Linked DNA regions of Mus musculus: regions 1, 2 and 4 are each linked to region 3. Evidence: chromatin contacts called from public Hi-C data. All regions are on one chromosome and are shown on one strand. Each heading gives the region's core, a stretch centred on a gene start, on an enhancer-like site or on the middle of the called end of the contact. The rest is flanking DNA. Distances are from core to core; before and after follow the strand shown.

Region 1 (2,700 bases), core at 67-2,566, 220 kb before region 3:
TGGCAAAAAGCTTTTTGCTTATTTTTTATTGATTAATTGTGAATTTTACATCATGTGCCCCAATTATACTCATTTCCCCCTATTCCTTCTGCCTTCTGCCCTTGCATCCCCCCAAAGAAAACAAAAAATAAAAATAAAAACAACAAAAAAGGAGAAACATACCATTGGGGGGAAAAACTAAAAAAGTCCCAACCAACCAACCAACCAACCAACCAACCAACCAACCAACCAAAAAAAAAAAAAAAAAAAAAAAACCCACAAAAAACATTTTGCTGTAGTGTGTTGCAGATATGCACTGTTTTTCCTGCACGTATGTCTGTCCTATACATTTCAGTTGGTATCTCTTTACATTGGCCTTAGTCTTGACTTGAGCCTTTTGCTGTGGAATGGAGGCCCATGTCCACAGCTTGACATGGCCTTCCTTAGTGTGTATTTTTGTTGAGCTTTAGTTCGCTATACATTCTTGACACTAAACTCTCATCAGATTATACGATTTCCAAGTTTCCTTCCATTCTGTGGATTGCCCTTTTACTCTGGTGAAATTGCCTTTCTACACACAAATTTTAGACCTTTTCATGGAGTCTGATTTGTCGATTTATTTCCTTTGGTGAATAGGCCTGTTAACTGGACATACCCAAAAGATACCACTCACAACTCAAAACCTCTCTGCTTTAAGTGCTGATGAGGTAATTTTGTGTTCTCAGATTTGCTGTACAAGTTAGGTGATGTTATATTTTACCTCCAGTGAATAAAAAGTGAAATTCTAGCTGATATTTAGGGTGTCCTGTGTAACACAGATAATATCCATAGAAACCTAGGAACACAAGCAAGTCCTGGCTAGCTTTTGCCAAACAATTTGAAATTCAAATTTAGATAAGGGTGGGGTCCTCTGCAGGGCTCAAAACTATATTTATCTCCCCTGAGTGTTGTTGAGTGTTCTGAAGATCTGATTGGCTCTGGCCCACGACCTCTCAGAAAGGCTTTCCAGGTCTCCCTTGGAAGCAATCCCTAAGCCAAGGATCCAACACTCTCCTTTCTGCAGCACTGTGGTCACATGCTCCTCCTAGGGCGCTGACTCAAGCTGCCCGGTTGTCAGCCACCCCATGGCCACTGACCATAAAGATCTTTTTATTGGAGCCCCACAGAGGCAGAGCTCATCAACTGGTGCCTGTGTGGAGAACTTTAAGGACTCCTAAGCTGGGGAATATCTATAAATAGGAGTAAATTGTGTTCAAATTGCAGCTGACAAAAGCAGGCCTGCTCATTCTTCTATCAAGGCTCTGTAAAGCATGCACCATTAGTGATGGCGACTAGCAACCCTCTGTTGCCTAGCAACCCTCTGTTGCTCCTGCCTACACTTCTTGGCTGTATGTATTTGTTCACACATCCTCCTTTATCAACAACATCATCATTAGACTGCCGTCTGTTTCCCTATATGTCACAATGGCACACTGGCCATTCTGAGTTAAAGGCACATGAGAAACAGGTGTGACGACGTCACTTTAACCTTTGCTCTGGATCTTAAAAGTGTTGTTAAAACTCCCTTGTGAAAGACTTCCTCCTGATGGCAGAAGGAAGAGTGTTGTCCTCTGTGGGAGGAGGAGTGGACAGGGTGGTGTAGTAGACCTGGGTCACCTGGAACTTGGTCTGTACAGTAGACTGACTTCATCCTCACAAGGGCTGGGATTACAGGTGTGGGACACTTTGCCTGGGACAGAACACATCACTCTTGTCAGCAAGGACAGAACGTGAAGACATGTAACATGTGCAAACAGACCTCACTAACTCACCTCTGTTTCTACTTATGACACCCACTGCCCAGCCCCTCTGTCTTGTGGTGTTTATTACTTGTTCCACTCGGCACAACCGTGCTCATCTCTTGACTGTGCTGGTGAGTCTTCACATCCTCACGTGAAGGGCTTCTCATGTTAAATGTTAATGCATTTACACTGTTCTCCTGTTGTTCTGTTGTAAGGCCAATTACTTTCTAAGGCCAGATCAAAGGCCACTAGAATCTCCTCTCTAAGCTGCACACCTACCATGTTCTAAAACAGAGCATCATATAGTACTTGCTTCACGTCTTTTATTTATTCAGAAATAAGATATAACAAATGTGGGAGTGTATCCTGTCCCTCCTTCAGAAAGTATTACCATCCTGAAGAATAGAGCAATGAACTTATCACCCCCATTCATGCTGAAGAGTGTGTGTGTGTGTGTGTGTGTGTGTGTGTGTGTGTGTGAGTGTGCTGAAGAGTGTGTGTGTGTGTGCTCACATGCATGCCATGGCATGTGTCTGGATGTCAAAAGACACCTGGTGGCAGTAGGTTTTCCTGTTCTATGATTCACCACTGTGTCCCTTCAGCTATCTCTAGTGCTCCTCATCTTCCTCCCATCTTCATGTCCTCTCTTTTTTTTTTCAATTTTGTAAAATTAATATCCCCCAGCACTCAGCTCATGCTGCCCATGTACAGATAGGTATGCAGTCTTCCACTGCAGCATCAGCACCTCCTAGTGGCCTCGTCCCCAAAGAAGAGGGACTCTCTTTCCCTGTAGCTACCGATTACTTCTCTGATGGGGTGGAGTCTCTAGGTCCCTTTCTGATGCATGCTAGAATTTTTATTCATTTTTAATTAAAAATTGTATTTTATGTATGTGGGTATTTTGCTTGCATATATGCCTGGGCATCACTAGCATGCCTGG
Region 2 (2,700 bases), core at 7-2,506, 180 kb before region 3:
ATAGGAAAGTGACTTAGACAGATGGCTTGTCTTAACACAGTTCAAAGAGGCATGAGCAGGAGGCATGAAACTCTAGGGTCAGAAACAAAGACATTCACTACTGCAGCACAGAAGGCAGCCCCGTGAGCACCGTCTCTCTTGGGGAGGGTCTGCTATGAAGGGGCAGCTGATGCCTGCTCGTGCAGAGGAATTGTCTGACAGAAGGGGAAGCCAGTGTTTACAGAACTGGAGTCTTCTGCAATGAGCAGTGAGCATGCCTGCCCTCTGTTCCAGAAAGCAACATCACTGCTAACTTTCAAGACTACTCATCACAGAAACATCTCAAAAACAGCAGAAATTGGCCCCATGGTGATGTTCATCTCTAACTCTAGCTTTCAAGAGACTGAGGCAAGTTGATCACAAGTTGAAAGCCAACCCAAGCTACATAGAGAGTTAGAGAACAGGCTGGATGTTAAACTAAGACACAAAACAAACAAGCACACAAACAAAACAGTGCCAAGAAAAGTGCAGTCAGGGTCTCCTGATAAGACAAGCAGAACCTGGAGCAGCTGAGGCAGCATTCCCCAACCACTAGAAGAGAGAATCTGATACTTTAAAAATGGACTCTTGTGTTCAAATTTAGATAGACTACTACTCATACCAGCTGTGTGACTTTGAATGTATTTCTTACCCTCTCTGATCTGCTCTTCTCTCATCTAAAAAATATCCTAGCATCCACCAGAAATCACTGGTAGACAGAATTAATACATGCATACAGCTTAGCAGATTGCCCTGTACACAGTCACTGTCACTACTGTGGGCAGGATCTCATTGTCTAATCACAGAGTTTTGAAAGCCCAGCGTGGGCCACCTCTTGTGGAAGCCCTGACCCCTTCCTCAGTCTCCTTCCTGTTTCTCACCTAGCACAGGAGGAGGCAGGTCATCCACTGTGTTGTGTGTTCCATCTGGGGATGTTCTTTTCCTAAGTCTGGCCATTTCACTGTGTATAGAAGTACGCTTCGGTCTCCCCCAGCTCGATTGTTCTGTCCTGGAAGGGTCTCTCTCGGCATGTGATATTACACCTAATACACTGCAAAGGACATTAGCAGAAAGGTTATGCAGCCTAGGACAATAGAGACACCACCCTTCTCGAGAATTGAGGCCCCTGCATGCAGGCAGACAGCTGTTTGAAAAGAGCAATTCGGGGGACTAACTGAGCTGTGGAGGGTGAAGCCTGGCTGGCCTGCCACAGCCCAGCTGCTGCTAGCCTGCCTCCTTCATGTCTCTCCAGAGCTCACAGGAGGCACCCTCTGCAACTTAGAGAGAACCTGCTCCCTTGGCAAGGAAACAAAACCCTGGCTTCCAGAAGAAACTTGTTTGAAAAGAATTCATTGGCTCCAAGTTGTTTTGTGGTTGTCTGTTTGCAGGTTTGCTTGCTTGCTTGCATGCTTGCTTACTTGCTTTAAAAAAGCAACCCCTAGCAAGCCTATTTCAGGAACCACTGGAGAGGAAACGACAGTCCTGTAATTTTATGTCTTGCTCTGGGGCAGCACAGCGCATGTGCCTCTAACCTGCTGTAAACAGGGCACCGACTCACACTCTGCCTGGGCATTTTATTATTTAGTAACTGGCCAACAGTTGATTCATCCCAGATGTGCACTGTGCCATCTCTAGTCAGCCAAGAACAAATAGGCTGTCTAGGCTGTGTTCACCCGTGGGGCCAGGCCTCACATCAGCCCTATGCAGGCTGCGGCCCAACTGGGATTTTCGTCACAGGACTGGTTCTTTCGCAAAGCAAGCCTCACACTTAGCCAGTGCTGAGGAGAGCTGGCTCCGTGCCCACTCCTGTGCGAGTCTCTTCGCCCAGCTGTTGCCTGAAAAACTTTTCTTTTAAAGTCAAAGTACTATAAACTAGGGGCAACGGGTATAGCAAACAAATTGACAGGAGCCTTCCTGCAGAGTGGAAACCCTCCCTCCCTTCCCTCTGTCCCAAGACTCAGCTAGAATGGGAGGAGGTATATACAGCTGAAACAGCAGGAAACTTGCGGAAAGGAAGCAGGGTTCCTCTCATCTGCTGCTTTGCATGATCCGTTTCATAGCCTATGACAGATAGACTCAGAAATAAGCTTGAGTTCCCTGGACCCCTGAGAGAAGAATGAAAGACATCAGGGAATTGCTAACACCACCACACGGCTCTGAAACGTCAGCTTCCAGACCTCTCACACTGTGAGATATTTGTGGATCTGCCTGGCTCTTCCAGGACTCCCAGGTAATAGACTCAATGTCAAGCATCCATTCCACCAGCCTCAAGATCAAGGTTAGGGAGTCTTTCCTGGGGCCTGAGAGATAGGAAAGCGGGGCACAAGGGCTGCTGTAATCACTGATGGTCCTGCCCACTTACACAGGTCTTACTATGTGCCAGGCTCTTCACTTTTTTCCCCCTAACAACTGCATGAGGCAGACCCATTTAAAGTGTTGTTACTCTCAACGGTTCACAGATAGGAAAACTGAAGAGCGATTTTTTCACACCTGCCCAGGATCACTAAGCCAGTGCATGGCAAAGGCAGATGTGGTGGCCACCCCCACCCCCCAGGGCAGCATCAGAGCCGTTCTTTCCATTCCTTGGAGCATAGCAAGAGCTCTGGAAGGCAAACAGCTCACCAAGTGTGAACATGAGTAGGGAGAATTCAGTTGAACATTTCCCAGGAGGTGACTTCCAAG
Region 3 (2,700 bases), core at 140-2,639:
AAACTCTATTTGTCTCCATTTAAGGACCAGGCTTGATTTAGAAAATAAGGCTATAAGGCACCAGCTCCAGGATCAGACCATAACATCCAGAAACAAGGTCATAAAATCCCCTCCCAAAGAAAAGCCTGGGGATAACCAAAAGCTGGGGAAATATCTTATCTCAGAATGGGCCAGCTGTGTTGGGCAGCTCTATTTCACCCTATGGTTAAAAGTTCATGACATAGGAATGCAGACCACTGACCATCTGTGACCCCCTAGTACCCATTAATGAATTTATAGGTTACCTAGTCCTTCTAGAGAGTTCCCTATAAGAAGGCCCGTGAGCCTTTGTCTGGGATTGCCAATTTGGAATCATTGACCCCCGCATGCTGGTTGTTTCTGCAGAATAAACACTCTTTGTCTTTGCATACTATCTGAGTCTGGGGTCTTCCTTTAGTGATTTTTGGACCCTTACAATAATAAAGCTGGTCAAGGCTGTACACTCAAGGTCCAAGGCCTCACTTCAGCTACCTTATGGCAAGTTCAAGTTGCAAATGGTCAGCCATGCACAGTGCCTGGCCCAGGCTGTTCACTCCTACATCCCTATTCTTAGATTCAGTCTTAGTGATAAGTTAGGAAGAACAAAGGCTACACAAGCACATACTTATTCCAGAAAGACACTTTGTACCTGAGTGAACTCTGTAGGTGACCAGAGGCACTAGGGCTTGTCATATGATCACTCCCCCAACCCCTCGGAGATAAAAGGCTTCGGAGAAGGACGCCTGCGGTTCCTCTCACCCTCTGCAAACCTTTTGGTACAAGAACTTCAGTGTGGGCCCCACTCTAGCACAGGCTCCTCCCATCACTCACACACACACACACACACACACACACACACACACACACACACACACACACGGACTGTTTCTCTCCTACTTCGAAGAAGGGGGTGACCGTCTGACCTTCTTTGACCAATGAGATGAGAGTAAACAAGGAGGGAGGAGGCAGGGATTTGGCTCTTTCCCATGGACATTCCCAGAAGGGGGCCTTATGCCTTTCCATGTGTATCAAGACACTGTGTGTGCAAGCTCACGCGTAGACCGGCTTGAGAAGGTCAAAGCTCAGTCTACAACACCTGCTTCCTTGGCAGGCTCCACACTGAAAGACTTGAGCTGACTCCCACACAGCTGCTCCTCCCACCACCCTTGAGTTTTGGTCTGGACAAACTCAAGGTTGCCCAATAGTTTGCAGGTGTTCCTATCACTTCTGAAGAAAGGCTCCTCCCTTCTTCCTGTCCTTGCCTGCTTAGAACAGCAGCCAAAGAAACCCAAAACAACCTAACCCATTTAAAGCTTTGAGATGTATTCCGACACACGCAAGGCCACGTGATTGCTGGAGGGGCAGCGGTCCTGCTTCCCAGGGTCTGAGTTATGAATCTGAAAGCCCTCTCCCCACTCCGCCCTTAGCTGGGATGGCACTGATCCGCCTCAGTCACGCTTTATGTAAATTTTCACTTTTCTGGCTTTTGCTGCTCTCGGCTTCATGGGTCACTTTAAATCTCGCCAGTCCTCCTCTGCCACTGGAACTGGAGTTCTGCTCATTCCTCCTCCCCCCCCCCCGCACCCCCCACCAGTGCTTTACTAATCAAAATCCAGTTTTACTGCTCTTAAATAATGAATGCCCAAGGACAAGGACAGAGGATGCATCACAGTAGTAGAGTGCCTGCCTACCACGTGCAAGGCCCTGGAGTTAATCCCCAGCCCTGCAAAACAAATCCATGAATTCAGCCTTGCTGATCCTCCTGGACTTCAGCTGTCTCCTCCCATCCCCCCCCATCCCCCCTCGCCCCGCCCCCGGCAATCCTCTGCTAGCTGAGATCCCAAGATTGGAGAGGGATATTATCTTAGCGCATGGAGCGCTCATCAGGACAGCCCAGGACTACCACTCGATGAGCAATAAACATTCTAAAGCTCTTAATCTTCCTTTTCTGTGTGACATGAATCATGTATTTCCTTTGCAGCAGCAAGCAGGCACTATTGCATTCTCTGCAGCTCCTGAAAGTACTTCCCTGTCAATAAGTACTTGTGTGTTTCTCAAATCTACCTGGCTGGCCATGAGTCTTATTCCTTAGATTTTACTGTAATTGATTGGTTTTATTTCTCAGCAAAATTACATATATTTCAAATTTTCTTGACGATTCTGATAGGTCTGTACATATAAATGTGTTATAAGCAGATACAAGATGGCTATGTCTTAGACACTTTTCTGTTGTTGTGGGTGAAATCCCACCATGACTACAGTACTTATTAAAAAAAGAAAAAAAAAAGCTTTAGTTGGGCTTGCTTACAGTTTAGGAAGTTAGAGTCTGTGAATGTCATGGTGTGGCATATGGCAGCAGCCAGGTAGGTATGGTGCTGGAGAAGTAGCTAAGAGCTTACATCTGAGAGAGAGAGAGAGAGAGAGAGAGAGAGAGAGAGAGAGAGAGAGAGGGAGAGAGAGAGAGAGAGAGAGAGAGAGAGAGAGAGAATGAATTGGGAATGGCCTTTGAAACCTTAAAGCCTGCCTCTAGTGACACAGTCTTCCAACAAGGCCACACCTCTTTGTCCTTCCAAAACAGTTCTACTAACTGGAGACTGAGAATTCAACTATATGAGCCTGTACGGCTAATTCTCATTCAAAGCACCACAGGCTCTAAGCAATGAGTTTCTTTCAACTAGTTAG
Region 4 (2,700 bases), core at 137-2,636, 140 kb before region 3:
AGCTTTATGGTACCCAGAATAGACTTTAGTTTGGCCACCTAAAGTCTTCCTGAGTGGCCAAACTATAGTCTATTCTGGCTCTGGCTCTTATCTTCCTTGTGCATAAATAAATTTGGGGCTCTGCCTTTGAGACTAAGGCACTCTCCATCTTTCTTATTTGGTGGATTCTACCTTTGCCAGCTTGGTCCCTGACAGACCTGAGGTGCAGCTGGTCACTTGGATAATTCCCAAATCGCATAGATGCCTTCGTGACACCGTTGTAACCACAGAGCAGCCCAGCCACTCCAATAGACACTGGTGCTGGCTGCTTCCCGAGGGGCCGCCAGCCAACCCACAGCAGAAGCTGGCTGGAGAAGCAGATGGATGTGTTGGAAAGGCTAGCATGGACTCTAAACACAGCATGTGGGAAATGCCCACGTCCCCGGGAAATACCCATGTCCTGGGGAAGAGGTCACTTAGCAGTGCAGTTTAAAATGTACTTAAGGCAGGTTTCATTGCAGGGCCTCTTGTTCTCAATCCACAACTGTAGTAAGGGCAAGGTTCTCCAGGCCCACCAGAACCACAGGTCTTTGCAAATCTTAGCAAATGATAGAAGCAGTAGGGCTCTCTCAGGGGATTGAGCCTCCTTGTATCTCCCCATGGCTGGGAAGTCCTGGCTCTAGGCCAAAGTTCCAGCCATGCTGAGCAGCTCGGTTCTGAGATGCGCTGATTGGGGTGTGATTAAATTTCTGATGGAGGAGATTCAGCATTGTGGCCAAAACAGGGGGATGGCAGTGTTTAGCACAAGCTGCTTGGAGCCAACCTGCCCCTTTTCAAGATCCCCTACTCTTTCCTCCGACTCTTCTCTTTTGGATCTCTTCCAGAAGAAGGAAACAAAGCAGTATGTCCCAAGTCAGAGATAAGAAGTCAGGAAGCAGGAAGGGCCTGGTTGCTTCTCAGAGCATGCTCTGAAGGTGGTCTGTCCACTCAGGGTGGCTGTAGCCTCATCCTGGAGGCCGGAGTCCCGCTCACTCAGACGGATCTGTTTTCTTGGCAAAGCTGGACTCGCGGCTTGGGCCTGTTTCTTTCCTCATCCTTTATTCAGACAGCTTACAAGTGCTCTGCTGGGAAGGGCGATTAAGTAGCACTAAGTGTATTTTTCCAGTGTCCACCTGATAAAAAGAAAATAAAACAAAATCAACGATTGAACTGTCATTTTTTTTCTCCCTCACTCCCCTCAAGGGGATAGGGGAGTCACATGACTACGAGTAACTGATTTAGCCAAGTGGCTGCAACTCAGTTTGCTGCAGAGCCGCCCCCTCCCGGCGGGAGCGCTGACGTCACGGAAAAGCCCCGTCGCGGGGCTGCCGGGCGCGCTATAAACGGCGGCGGGCAGCGGAGGCTTCAGGAGGCGGCACTGCCAGCGGACATCACACAGCCTCGGACTGCGGAGCCCGCATCGCAGACGTCAGGCGTTGCAGCAGGCGGATCGACGGCAGACGCCCACCCAGCGCCCAGTGCAGCCAAGTAAGGGGCCATGGCTGAGGGGCAGTCCCAGTGGGAGCCTCTGTGGGAAGGGGCGTTCCTGGTCTCCGAACTTTTTAAGTTAGGAAGGCAGCCAGTCCCTAGACTCCCTAGGTCTGTACCGGGGGTTCTGCCGTGGGAGAAAGAAGTTCAGGCGCAAAGGATGCGCTTCTGATGGGGGTTTCTAAATTCAATTTCGGAGGAGTGTCACCTTACAGATTAGGTGGCCAGGCGGCAGACTTCAAGGTCTGCTGTCGCAAGTCTGTCAACCCAGGGACTGTTTTTAAGACTTAAAAAGAAACCGGCTGGTTCTGGATCGTGGCATAGGTGTGATGTATGGAGTAGGGTGTGTGAGCTGAGCGTGATCCTTGCGCTCACGCGGGGAGCTTGCTGAGTTAAAAACCATAGAGCGGTTATCTCGGGCAGTCTTGGCAGAACAGACTGCCTGTCAGGCAAGGCAGTCTTGCAAGGAAAAAGTTGTAGGAAGTTGTTGAGTGGCTTTTCACTGAGTCTCTGATCTTCTAATTTACGTCAGAAAGGTGCAATTTTTAAAATAAATAATTATATACAGTAAAAAAATCATGGAGTGGACGACGTTCCTTAAGAATGAAGCCCTTTTTGTACAAGTGTGATGTGTCTGAATGTGAGCAGGTCCTTCCCCTCTCAGAAGAACCAGCCTCAGGGCTGCTACGCTAAACAGTTTCTGTAGATAAGAGGGTAGAGCTGAGGCATAGCACTCAAACAGAAACTGTCCCACTCCCCAAATAACGGCCTCTTCAGTCAGGCAGCTGGAGGACATCAGGGCAACCTTACTAAACATGGAAGTTCCCCCAAAGTGCCTGTCCAGTCCAGCCAGGGGAGTGATGTCATTGCCGCGTGTTTCCCACTGAGGCTCAAGACTGCAGGATGCGGGGGCAATTAAGAGCCATGTTTAGACAAGAACAGTTAACCTGGCCAGCTGGTGCCCAGCAGCTCTAACTTGTTGCTGATGGTAATGTCATTTCTGGAGGCAATGGGTTCCTTCCAGCTGCCTCTGTGCCAACTCCCGGTGGGATTTCCAAAGCTCCTTTAAGGACAGAGGGAGCTTATGGGCAATGGATGGATGGTGTTACTGCTACTACAAACGACAGCCTGATTGAGAAGCTAGTTACTGAGTGTGTGTGTGTGTGTTGTTGTTGTTGTTGAAAATTTTGCTTT

The links. A called contact is a pair of places that touch in the nucleus more often than the background predicts.
Region 1: a contact with region 3 is called in a Hi-C map of uterus, with 4 times the contacts expected there. The contact joins two enhancer-like sites. A contact is called at or near these places in 1 of 15 datasets of contacts at CTCF or cohesin (large pre-B cells), 5 of 484 Hi-C or Micro-C datasets (myocytes and uterus), 4 of 115 datasets of contacts at active chromatin or transcription factors (embryonic stem cells, fibro-adipogenic progenitors and trophoblast stem cells) and 1 of 9 other capture datasets (embryonic stem cells).
Region 2: a contact with region 3 is called in a Hi-C map of uterus. The contact joins two enhancer-like sites. A contact is called at or near these places in 1 of 15 datasets of contacts at CTCF or cohesin (the NIH/3T3 cell line), 1 of 484 Hi-C or Micro-C datasets (uterus) and 4 of 115 datasets of contacts at active chromatin or transcription factors (embryonic stem cells and large pre-B cells).
Region 4: a contact with region 3 is called in a Hi-C map of uterus, with 2.3 times the contacts expected there. The contact joins the promoter of Gem here to the enhancer-like site in region 3. A contact is called at or near these places in 9 of 39 promoter capture datasets (cranial neural crest, embryonic stem cells, frontonasal cranial neural crest and 5 more), 4 of 484 Hi-C or Micro-C datasets (muscle stem cells and uterus), 10 of 115 datasets of contacts at active chromatin or transcription factors (bone marrow-derived macrophages, effector CD8 T cells, embryonic forebrain and 6 more) and 4 of 9 other capture datasets (adipose tissue, liver, macrophages and 1 more).

Annotation. Positions count from the first base shown.
Region 1 is chr4:11,632,310-11,635,009 of GRCm38.p6, forward strand. No RefSeq gene overlaps it. Among named protein-coding and RNA genes, the nearest start is that of Gm11832, 19 kb to the left of the region's middle. Within about 2 kb of position 1,317, at least 59 of the 459 cell types and tissues checked have an H3K27ac peak or open chromatin away from gene starts, as enhancers often do. A contact at or near this core is called in uterus, where this site is marked.
Region 2 is chr4:11,671,210-11,673,909 of GRCm38.p6, forward strand. It overlaps Gm35884 (a long non-coding RNA gene), which reads right to left. Exons shown (of 4, transcript XR_881129.1): 2 at 900-1,069. Among named protein-coding and RNA genes, the nearest start is that of Gm35884, 3.6 kb to the right of the region's middle. Within about 2 kb of position 1,257, at least 104 of the 459 cell types and tissues checked have an H3K27ac peak or open chromatin away from gene starts, as enhancers often do. A contact at or near this core is called in uterus, where this site is marked.
Region 3 is chr4:11,847,317-11,850,016 of GRCm38.p6, forward strand. No RefSeq gene overlaps it. Among named protein-coding and RNA genes, the nearest start is that of Cdh17, 91 kb to the left of the region's middle. Within about 2 kb of position 1,390, at least 40 of the 459 cell types and tissues checked have an H3K27ac peak or open chromatin away from gene starts, as enhancers often do. A contact at or near this core is called in muscle stem cells and uterus, where this site is marked.
Region 4 is chr4:11,703,061-11,705,760 of GRCm38.p6, forward strand. Gem (GTP binding protein (gene overexpressed in skeletal muscle)) reads left to right here and starts at 1,387. Exons shown (of 5, transcript NM_010276.4): 1 at 1,387-1,506.